3 separate regions of the Sus scrofa genome follow, and all the other regions are linked to region 2. The links are chromatin contacts, called in public HiChIP or PLAC-seq and promoter capture Hi-C maps. All regions are on one chromosome and are shown on one strand. Each heading gives the region's core, a stretch centred on a gene start, on an enhancer-like site or on the middle of the called end of the contact. The rest is flanking DNA. Distances are from core to core; before and after follow the strand shown. Region 1 holds the start of VWA8 (von Willebrand factor A domain-containing protein 8). Region 2 holds the start of DGKH (diacylglycerol kinase eta). Region 3 overlaps DGKH (diacylglycerol kinase eta).

Region 1 (2,700 bases), core at 5-2,504, 94 kb before region 2:
ATAAAGGGGCAAAATCTGAAGTCAGAACTCTATACAGGAAAGAGAAAAAAACAATAGATATTTGTTCAATGAATGAATGAAATGAAATGAATGGGACTTAAACTCTCTCATTTCCTGACAAGAAAAATTATTGGAGTGTGAGGGACCAAGTGGAAGAATGAACCTAGCAATTTCACGGTGAAAACCTCCGTTATTCTAAGCGATAATGACATTGACAAAATCTTGCCTAGACTCATCTTGCCCTTCAAGCGGCACCAACAACATAACCCTTTCCCTTAACCGGCACAAGCGTTCCAATTCCAGCGCGCGCGCACGCACACACACCAGCTCAGGCAGAGCCAAGAAATACTGAGCTTTGAAATGAGAGCATACGACTCTAGTGCAGTCACTATTCGCTGTGTTCAGCAAGTCACTTTTCCATTCTGGGTTTCAAATACCTCAAATGTAGAGTGAGGGGTTTTAACTAAAGTTGTGGTTTTCAGCTCTAAGATGCGAACCAATGAGAAAAGAAAACTCCAAGTAAAACTTGGAAAGGCTCATGAATACATTTAAAACATAATGAGAGGTTCTTCCTCGAGAATGGACACTTCTAAGCCACCACAAGTGCTGGCTGGAACAAGGCACAGAGCGACTTTCAGGCCCTTCGGACTCAGAGGGCAAGGTCAAGTCCAGCTTTCAACATCTTCTAAGGACTGCTGGATTAACCTCTGCGTGTACTACAATCTCAGTGAGAACTCCGAGGGTGAAAGCAGCAGTGGGGGAAAGAGAAAGCACTATTCCAAGGCATCAGAACCCTAAATCCAGTTCCCTCGGGTTACAGAAAGAGGCTCAGAGAGTGCAAGCGCCCGGCCCCACGTTACACAGCAGTTAGCGACGAGGTGGAGACTAGACTCTTAACCTCCAGGCTCCCGGCGCCTGGAGCCAGTGAAGCCGCAAGGAGGGGGGAGCGGGGGCCCCGCGGGGACTGCAAGGCGGCAAGGCGTCCGGGGTTACCTTTGTCGGCCCCCGCCCCTGCGTGCAGCAGCCTGACGTCCAAGCGCCGCGCGTCGCTGCCGGGTCCGCCCCAGAACACCTGCCGCAGGAGCAGCCGCACGCGCCGCGCGGCCGGGCTGCCGCGGCCGCCGGGCGCCCCAAGGAGCAGAAGCCGGGATTGCATGGGGCCTGGGACGTCGCTGAGCACTGCGAGGCGGGGGTGGGGTCCGGGGAGAGCGGCGTCCGGGACAGGCGGCGTGAGGCGGCGCGGACAGGGGGACAGGAAGCGGTACGGCGCCGCGTCCGCCGGAAACTCCTTCCCCCGGCGCGACCGGCTCCGCCGTCTCGGGCCCTCCCCGGGCCCACAAGGGCGAACGGAGTCGGCAGCCGTGCTCGGGGCCGGGCTGGGAGCCGGCCGGGCGGAGCAATGAGTTTAGCACCGGGTCGGGCCGGCCCCTCCGGTCGTTCCTGCAACCCATTGGCGGGCGCTTGGCTCCGGAGCGCGCCTCGCCCTCACCTGTGACCTGTCACCTGAATTCCCCGGGCGGCCTCTAGCCCTTCCTTTGCAGTCCTGTCATTTGATGGTGTGATTGTTGGCTAACAGCCCTGTCTTAGTACACTGCTCTTTCCCCATACGCTGCTTCAACCCTTTTCAGAACTTGAGTACGTATTCTGGAGGTTATGGAAACTTGACCTTGGCCGTACCGGTGTTTCCACTCAGTACCTGAAAACTTGACCTTTATTTGTTTATTTTTTTCTACGTGTTTTATTACCACCCCTTAAGTTCTAGATGGACAGCCCACATCTCAGTGATATAGAGAAACTGCCAAAATGTCAAAAAGGACCTACATCAACCACGTGGTCAGTCCTTCTGCGGTGCAAGACTTATATAAACATAATTTATGTCTTTAGGAAGAGAAAAAAGTAGGTTACCGGCTAAGGCTGCGTCCCTGCCATCCTTACCCAAAGCGGAAATGGTCCTATCACAAAGCAAACGAAGCCTAAATTTGATTCTACTGCATCGCCAAAATATCAGGAGTGAATTGACCAAGGCAGAATGTTTAAATCAAGTGAACTACAAAACAAACCTCAAGCAAAAAGAATGCAGAAGGCTTCACGTTCAGGTCGAGGTCTTGCTAATTCCAGAGCTGTTCCTATCTTTAAATCTATATGGAGCGCCTACCATGTGCATAACCCTGTCATGGAGGCTGAGAAGAAAGTGGGAGGAGACTTGAAAACAACACCACAACTGGGTAAGGCTTTGTGCATCTGGGGGGAGTTTGGACTAAGAGCTCGGTTAACCTGTCCTAAGGCTGAAACAGGCTTCTAACCTAGTTGAGATAGTGAAAGTCAAGGTAACTACAGTTTGTATAGTGCAGGTCAACGTGGGTTCACATATTTCAATCTTCACCACACCCCTCAGAGGCTGCTGGGGGAAATGACAAATATAGAATGTCACCGGTGGTAATATACTTCTCCCACTTTGAGTCCGGGCTCCCTGTCAGGCATTGTGCTAAATTCTTGATCTCATTTCGCAGAGCGATGCTTTGATGGAGGTATTATGCCTTTCCCCCATTTTACAGATGACGAAACTGAGGCTGGAAGAGTGAAGGGCTGGGACCTCTCCATTAATCTCACTGAAGTCTAGAACACGCATCAAACAGTGGACAAATACTCTAAGGTAATTTAGCAAAATAATTGGTATAAGCACTAGGAGCTCTTGGTGTT
Region 2 (2,754 bases), core at 199-2,698:
TAGAAATAGACCAGGGGCAGACTATGTAGGCACTCCAACATGTAGGAGCTAGCCGAGGGGTTGCGCAAGATGGTTAGAGAATCAGACACTGAAGTGTCAATGTGGCCAGGGGAAGGGGTAGTTTCAAGGCTAATAGTCTGGTCCCCAGTGACAAATGTTGTGCACAGGTTCAATAAAAAGGAAGTTGGGGGGGGGACACAACCAAATGATTTAGGGAATTTTGAAAGCCACAGGTGACCTTTGTCAGGCTCACCTCTTAAAGTGGGCACCAAAGTTGGTTTGCAGAAGAAAATGAGTGGCAGATTAAGACACGGATGTGATAATAATGAGAACGGGGCTTTACCTCCCCAAGAGCTGGGCTGTGAGGCGGTGGGGACTGGAGGCAGACTGGATCAAGTGTTTTGAAATTTTCCGTGTTTTTAAAAATGTATAAATTTGTTTGCCATGATTAAGGGCCGTGGGAAGATGCTGCTAGAAGGAGCCTGAATGTCCAGGAGAGGGAAGAACCTGGGAAAAGCCACTCTTGGATTGGACATAGAGGGAAACCGTCCTTGAGGCCAAAAAGATAATCGAAATCTCTACTGGAAACGTGTTTTCAAAGGGCGAAAGGAGGTGACTTGCCATTATGGAGCCCTCCCTGCGAGCCAGTCCCTTCCCCTAATTTAAATGTAGTGGTCTAATTGGAAGACACACTAGCCGGGTTTCTTTCCACGAATCCGTTCATCATTAAAAACGAATAAAAGAAGTATTCCCTCAATCTTAACTCCTCTTGCAGATGCTAAGCCAGCTGCAGTGTTTTCAACGTCACAAAGAATAAACCACCCCTGGAGCAGCTGGTTCAGGAGCGGCTCTGGGCTGCAGTTATCTCCCTTGTTCTGTCGAAGTCGGTTACTGTCCAGCGCGATTTTGTTCAAGCCTCAGCGCCCAGAGGAGGGGAGGTGCCTGCAGCGCGGGCGGCCGGCGTTCGGCGGGAGGCGGGCGCGGGTTGCAGGAGAGGGAGACGCGGAGAGGGGCGCTGGAGGCTCTCCCGGGACTCGCGGCCACCGTCGCTCCCATCGCCAGCGCGTCGGCCGGCCCAGCCCGGGCTTTCCCCGTCGCTCCCGGTCCTCCCGACAGCGGCTAGGCGTCCGGCCCCCGGGGGAGGCCGCTCCGGTCCCCACTGCCACCCGGTGCCCCTGACCACCCTGCAGCCGCTTTCGGTTCCGCGCCTTATAAGGCCTGACAGGAGGGTCACGTGCGTCCCGGGCCGCCCGCCGGGAGGAGGGGGCGGCGGGGGGAGGGGCGGGAAGCGGGGAGGAAAAGGGGAGGGAGTCGGGGGCGGAGGAAGGAGCTAGGGGCGGATTCTGCGGCGGTGGGAGGCGGTGGCGGCGGCGGCGGCGCGGCAGCGGCGGGGAGCGGACCGCTCGGAGCTGGACCGAGGAGGAGAAGGAGGTGGAGGTGGAGGAAGGGACCGGCGCGGGGGCGGGAGAGCGCAGCGCGGCGGAAGCCGGAGACCGCGGGAGGGCCGGTGGCCGGCCCCGGGCGGGAGCCGGGGCGGCGGCGGCAGCAGCGGCCGAGAGGACCGCGGCGAGGAAAGCGCATCCAGCGGCCCCGGCGGCGGCGGCGGCGGCGGCGGGGGCCCGGGTCCGCGCGCCCGGGCGGCCGGCGGGCACGGGCTGGCGCGATGGAGCCGCAGCACGTGCGCCCCGCGTCCGGCGCCCGCAGCCCGGCCTGGGAGGAACCGGTGGGTACAGCGCCCGCGCCCGCCCCCTCCCACTTCTCCTCTGCTCCCCCCCGCCCGGGCCGGGTTCCGTTCAGGAAATGGCCCGGGATGAGGTCCCCAGCTGCTTCCCACCCGGGACAGCGCTTCCTCCGCCGCCCGGGCTCCTCCTCGCGCGCCGCCCGGAGCGCCTTTGTCCGGGCCGGCCGAGGCTCTCCCCCAGGGGCCGCGGACGAGCCACTGACCACGGCCCTCCAAGGACCGTTTTCCGTGCTTCATCGACTTCGCAACTTTTTCCTTGATTTCGGAGCGTGGAGGGTGGGTAGGGAGGGGGCAAAAAGAAGCCCAGACTGGGGGTCAGCGTGCAGGGCTCGGAGGAGACAGGTCTTGCCTCTTGAGACCGCGCCCTGGGCGGTCACCTGGGCGCTGCAGGTTCCTAAGGAGCCGCGCTTGGCGAGGCGGATCGCAGCTAGAAGCCGGGAACCACGCCTCCGCCTCCTGCTCGCCGCTAAAGCCCCGGGCTTTTCTAGGGTTCGAGGGGGTTGCCAGGGATGAAGCGGGAAGCTGACCTCGATTTCGCTTAGGATTTCGCTGCCCGTGAAACGCGGAGGTTGGGCAGTTTGGGGGACCGAAAGTAACGTGGGCATGTGCATTGTGTGTGCGCGGGTAAGGAGCAGGAGGACGGGGGAATTGGGGGCTTGGGATTTGTTCCCTCAAACTCCTTCAACTTCCTCTCTTCCAACTCAGAGAGTCAGAACCATCTCACATCCCTCCGGTGATTCTAGCCCGAAATCCCCGTCTCACTCAGAGCTCTGTAATCCTGTGTGGGCTGCCTTTTCCCTGGCATCGAATTTTGGCTCTCTCCGCCCTGCCTCGATGTTTGCTGTTCCGTCTTGGTTGACATTCTTGAACCTATTTGGAAAACCTCGTCCGAAATTTCTGGCCTCACCAGTGTTCTGTTCAACACGTTCGGATGCTCTTTTCCCAGGAACTCCGAGGATCTGCTCAGGCTGGCCCCCTGCCTGTTGAGAGCTTCTAGGTCAGGTGCCAAGCTT
Region 3 (2,787 bases), core at 250-2,749, 67 kb after region 2:
TCTCCATAGGAGGTCATGGCTAGCGTCTGGGTGAGAATGAACAAAGTCATCAGAATCTGGGCACCGGCAGCAGGAACAGAAAGGAAGACCCCATGTCAAGAGTGTTTGGAAGGCAAACGAAGGAATTGAGAGGCAAGAGAGAATAAAAGATGGTTCAGAAGTTTGGGGATTGTGAGCTTAGGAAAATGTTGCTGCTTCTAACAGATGGGGTCCCAGGAAGAGGAGCAGAGCTGCTGAGGGAAGGTGCCGAGTTCATTTTGAATTCCAGATTGAATTCCAGATTACCCGGAGGGGTGTTATTTCCCGGAAGTTTTCAGAATTAGAATCTAGGTCTCCTAGACCAGACTGATGGTTTTTTCCAAATTAGTGTACAGAGACATACAGGACATGAAATAAAATGTACACGTTGAGTTTCAGGTGGGGATAGCATCTCGTCGAGTAAGCAGTTGTACGTGGAGCTGGCGTGGAAGATTGAGAATTAACGTAGAGATTTGTTTTAGGACATAATTGGAGAAAAAGTTCACGCAAGACATTTAGCCACGAGGATATATTTGGAAATAGCCAAGGGGCAGTTTTCATAAAGAAGGAGCGAAAGCTGTCCAATGAGACTAAAGAAAAGGGAAGAGGCAACAAGATTGTTCTACATTTTTAAAAAAAGAAGGAAGGAAGGGATACATTAGGAGTTTGGGATTAACGTATATACACTGCTCTATATAAAGTAGATAACTAACAACGGCCTACTGCATAGCACAGGGAACTACACTCAGTATTTTGTAATAACCTATAAGGGAAGAGAATCTGAAAAGAATATAGTATCCTTCCTTCCTTCCTTTTTTCTTTTTTTTTTTTTTTTTTCTCTCTTTAGGACCATACCTTCGGCATATAGAAGTTCCCAGGCTAGGGTGCCTTCCTCCACCACAGCCACAGCCACCTAGATCCACGCTGCATCTGCAACCTGTGCTGCAGCTTGCAGCCACACCAGACCCTTCGCCCCCTGAGCGAGGCCAGGGAGCGAACCTGCATCCTCAGGGATGCAGTTTTATATGTCTATAACTGAATCACGTTGCTATATACCAGAAACTAACACAATGCGGTAAATCAACTATACATCACTTTAAAAAAAAAAAAAAAAAAAGATGTTTAAAGGAGAGGGAGGCACAGATTGTAACCCAGGAGATCATCACGAGGTGAAACAAGTTTTTAACCTTTTGAGAGCAGACATGCGGGGCGGGGGGGCGGAGGGGGAACAGTCAGAGATGGAAGGCAGTCAAATCAGTTTAACAAACAAATGATAAGTACCACTGAGGTGACAGCGTGGTGCTGGGTATTGGGGATACAGAGATGGAGTCAATGTGGTCCTGCCTTTGGGGACGTTACTGCCCCATAAAGAGCAGGAGCAAGAGTATCATAAGAACAACTGATAATCCACTGATCCCCCTGTGCCGGGAACTGTTGTCAACACTGTGTGGCTGTGGTGTGGGCTGTGGCTAGAGCTCCAATGTGACCTCTAGCCTGGGAACTTCCATATGCCATGGGTGGGGCCCTGGGGACCTCAGGCACCGAAAGGTTAAGTAATTTGCCCGAGGTCAAATTACTGGTCAGCTGGGAGCCACGATTTGCGCCCAGGCTGTGGCTTTGCACCCTGTGCCGACCATCTAAACAAATGAGTATCCTACTAGGCAAAGAGAGAAGAGCAAAGCACAAGGAGGGAGGAGGCAAGTTTTCTGGCCAGGGATAGAGTGGGGCAGGGAAGCTCCTGTATGAGGAGGACAAGGAGGACAGGGGATGGAGCCAGATAAAGGAACATATGGTCGTGACCAAAGCTTGGAACCCGTGTGTGTGTGTGTGTGTGTGTGTGTGTTACTGTTTTACCTCGACATGTGCACAGCCTTCATCTCTGACTTTTACTCTGCCCCGTTCTGATCACAAAGGACTCGACATTTGATTGTATTCATTTTTGTAAACAATTAAGATGTTCTTTTAAAAAAAATCTACAAGAAGCGCATTATCCTTTTAGGGGTATCAGCCCTGCCCAGTTGAGACCATCATTAGAGTGGAGTTTATGATTTTATTTTATTTATTTTTTTGTCTTTTTGCCTTTTTCTAGGGCTGCTCCCGTGGCATATGGAGGTTCCCAGGCTAGGGGTCTAATCCGAGCTGTAGCCACCGGCCTACACCACACACAGCAACTCAGGATCTGAGCCACGTCTGCCACCTACACCACAGCTCACAGCAACGCCAGATCCTTAACCCACTGAGCAAGGCCAGGGATCGAACCCGCAACCTCATGGTTCCTAGTTGGATTCATTAACCACTGAGCCACAACGGGAACTCCGGGTTTATGATTTAAAAAAATAACTTTCTTCCTTCCTTCCTCCCTCCCTCCCTCCCTCCCTCTCTTCCTTCCTGTCTTCATACCTGTCTGCCCACCTACCCATCTGCTTACCTACCCACCTCTCACACAGTACTGGCAGAAATCTAAGAGTGAGTTTCCTATGTAGTGGGAGCCCAGATAATTACTGGCGAAGAACTAGTGAATTTGAAGAGCAGATTATTGAAGACACAATAGAAATTCCAGAAAATAAGCTGCTATTTTGCCCAGCATGGTTAATAGCCCTTTCTGAGATAAGCATGTGGGTCAAGATAGGACTCCTGGTTAGATGCGGCCAGATTCTGAGCATCACTTCATTTCCTGTCCTATCCGTGACCAGCTGGACCCTATGACCAGTGACCCCTTGGCCCCACTGCTGTCTGGACTGGGAACCAGGGGGAGCAGTTTGGTGAGAC

The links. Promoter capture Hi-C pulls out the DNA fragments that hold promoters and counts their contacts. HiChIP or PLAC-seq counts read pairs in DNA pulled down with a chosen protein or histone mark.
Region 1: a promoter capture Hi-C map of fetal liver shows a contact between it and region 2, with 2.8 times the contacts expected there. The contact joins the promoter of VWA8 here to the promoter of DGKH in region 2. A contact is called at or near these places in 2 of 5 promoter capture datasets (fetal liver and liver), 3 of 47 Hi-C or Micro-C datasets (epiblast stem cells, fetal heart ventricle and liver) and 1 of 2 datasets of contacts at active chromatin or transcription factors (alveolar macrophages).
Region 3: a contact with region 2 is called in an H3K27ac HiChIP or PLAC-seq map of alveolar macrophages. The contact joins the enhancer-like site here to the promoter of DGKH in region 2. A contact is called at or near these places in 1 of 5 promoter capture datasets (liver), 4 of 47 Hi-C or Micro-C datasets (fetal heart ventricle, fibroblasts, heart right ventricle and 1 more) and 1 of 2 datasets of contacts at active chromatin or transcription factors (alveolar macrophages).

The regions. Positions count from the first base shown.
Region 1 is chr11:25,063,334-25,066,033 of Sscrofa11.1, reverse strand. VWA8 (von Willebrand factor A domain-containing protein 8) reads right to left here and starts at 1,254. Exons shown (of 48, transcript XM_021065625.1): 1 at 994-1,254. The coding sequence starts at 1,156. It overlaps LOC106505301 (a long non-coding RNA gene), which reads left to right and starts at 1,484. Exons shown (of 3, transcript XR_002336682.1): 1 at 1,484-2,225; 2 at 2,556-2,653.
Region 2 is chr11:24,969,622-24,972,375 of Sscrofa11.1, reverse strand. DGKH (diacylglycerol kinase eta) reads left to right here and starts at 1,448. Exons shown (of 32, transcript XM_021065624.1): 1 at 1,448-1,723. The coding sequence starts at 1,664. It overlaps LOC106505301 (a long non-coding RNA gene), which reads left to right. Exons shown (of 3, transcript XR_002336682.1): 3 at 454-1,238.
Region 3 is chr11:24,902,708-24,905,494 of Sscrofa11.1, reverse strand. All of the region lies in intron 2 of DGKH (diacylglycerol kinase eta), which reads left to right. Among named protein-coding and RNA genes, the nearest start is that of DGKH, 67 kb to the left of the region's middle. Within about 2 kb of position 1,499, at least 1 of the 83 cell types and tissues checked has an H3K27ac peak or open chromatin away from gene starts, as enhancers often do. A contact at or near this core is called in alveolar macrophages, where this site is marked.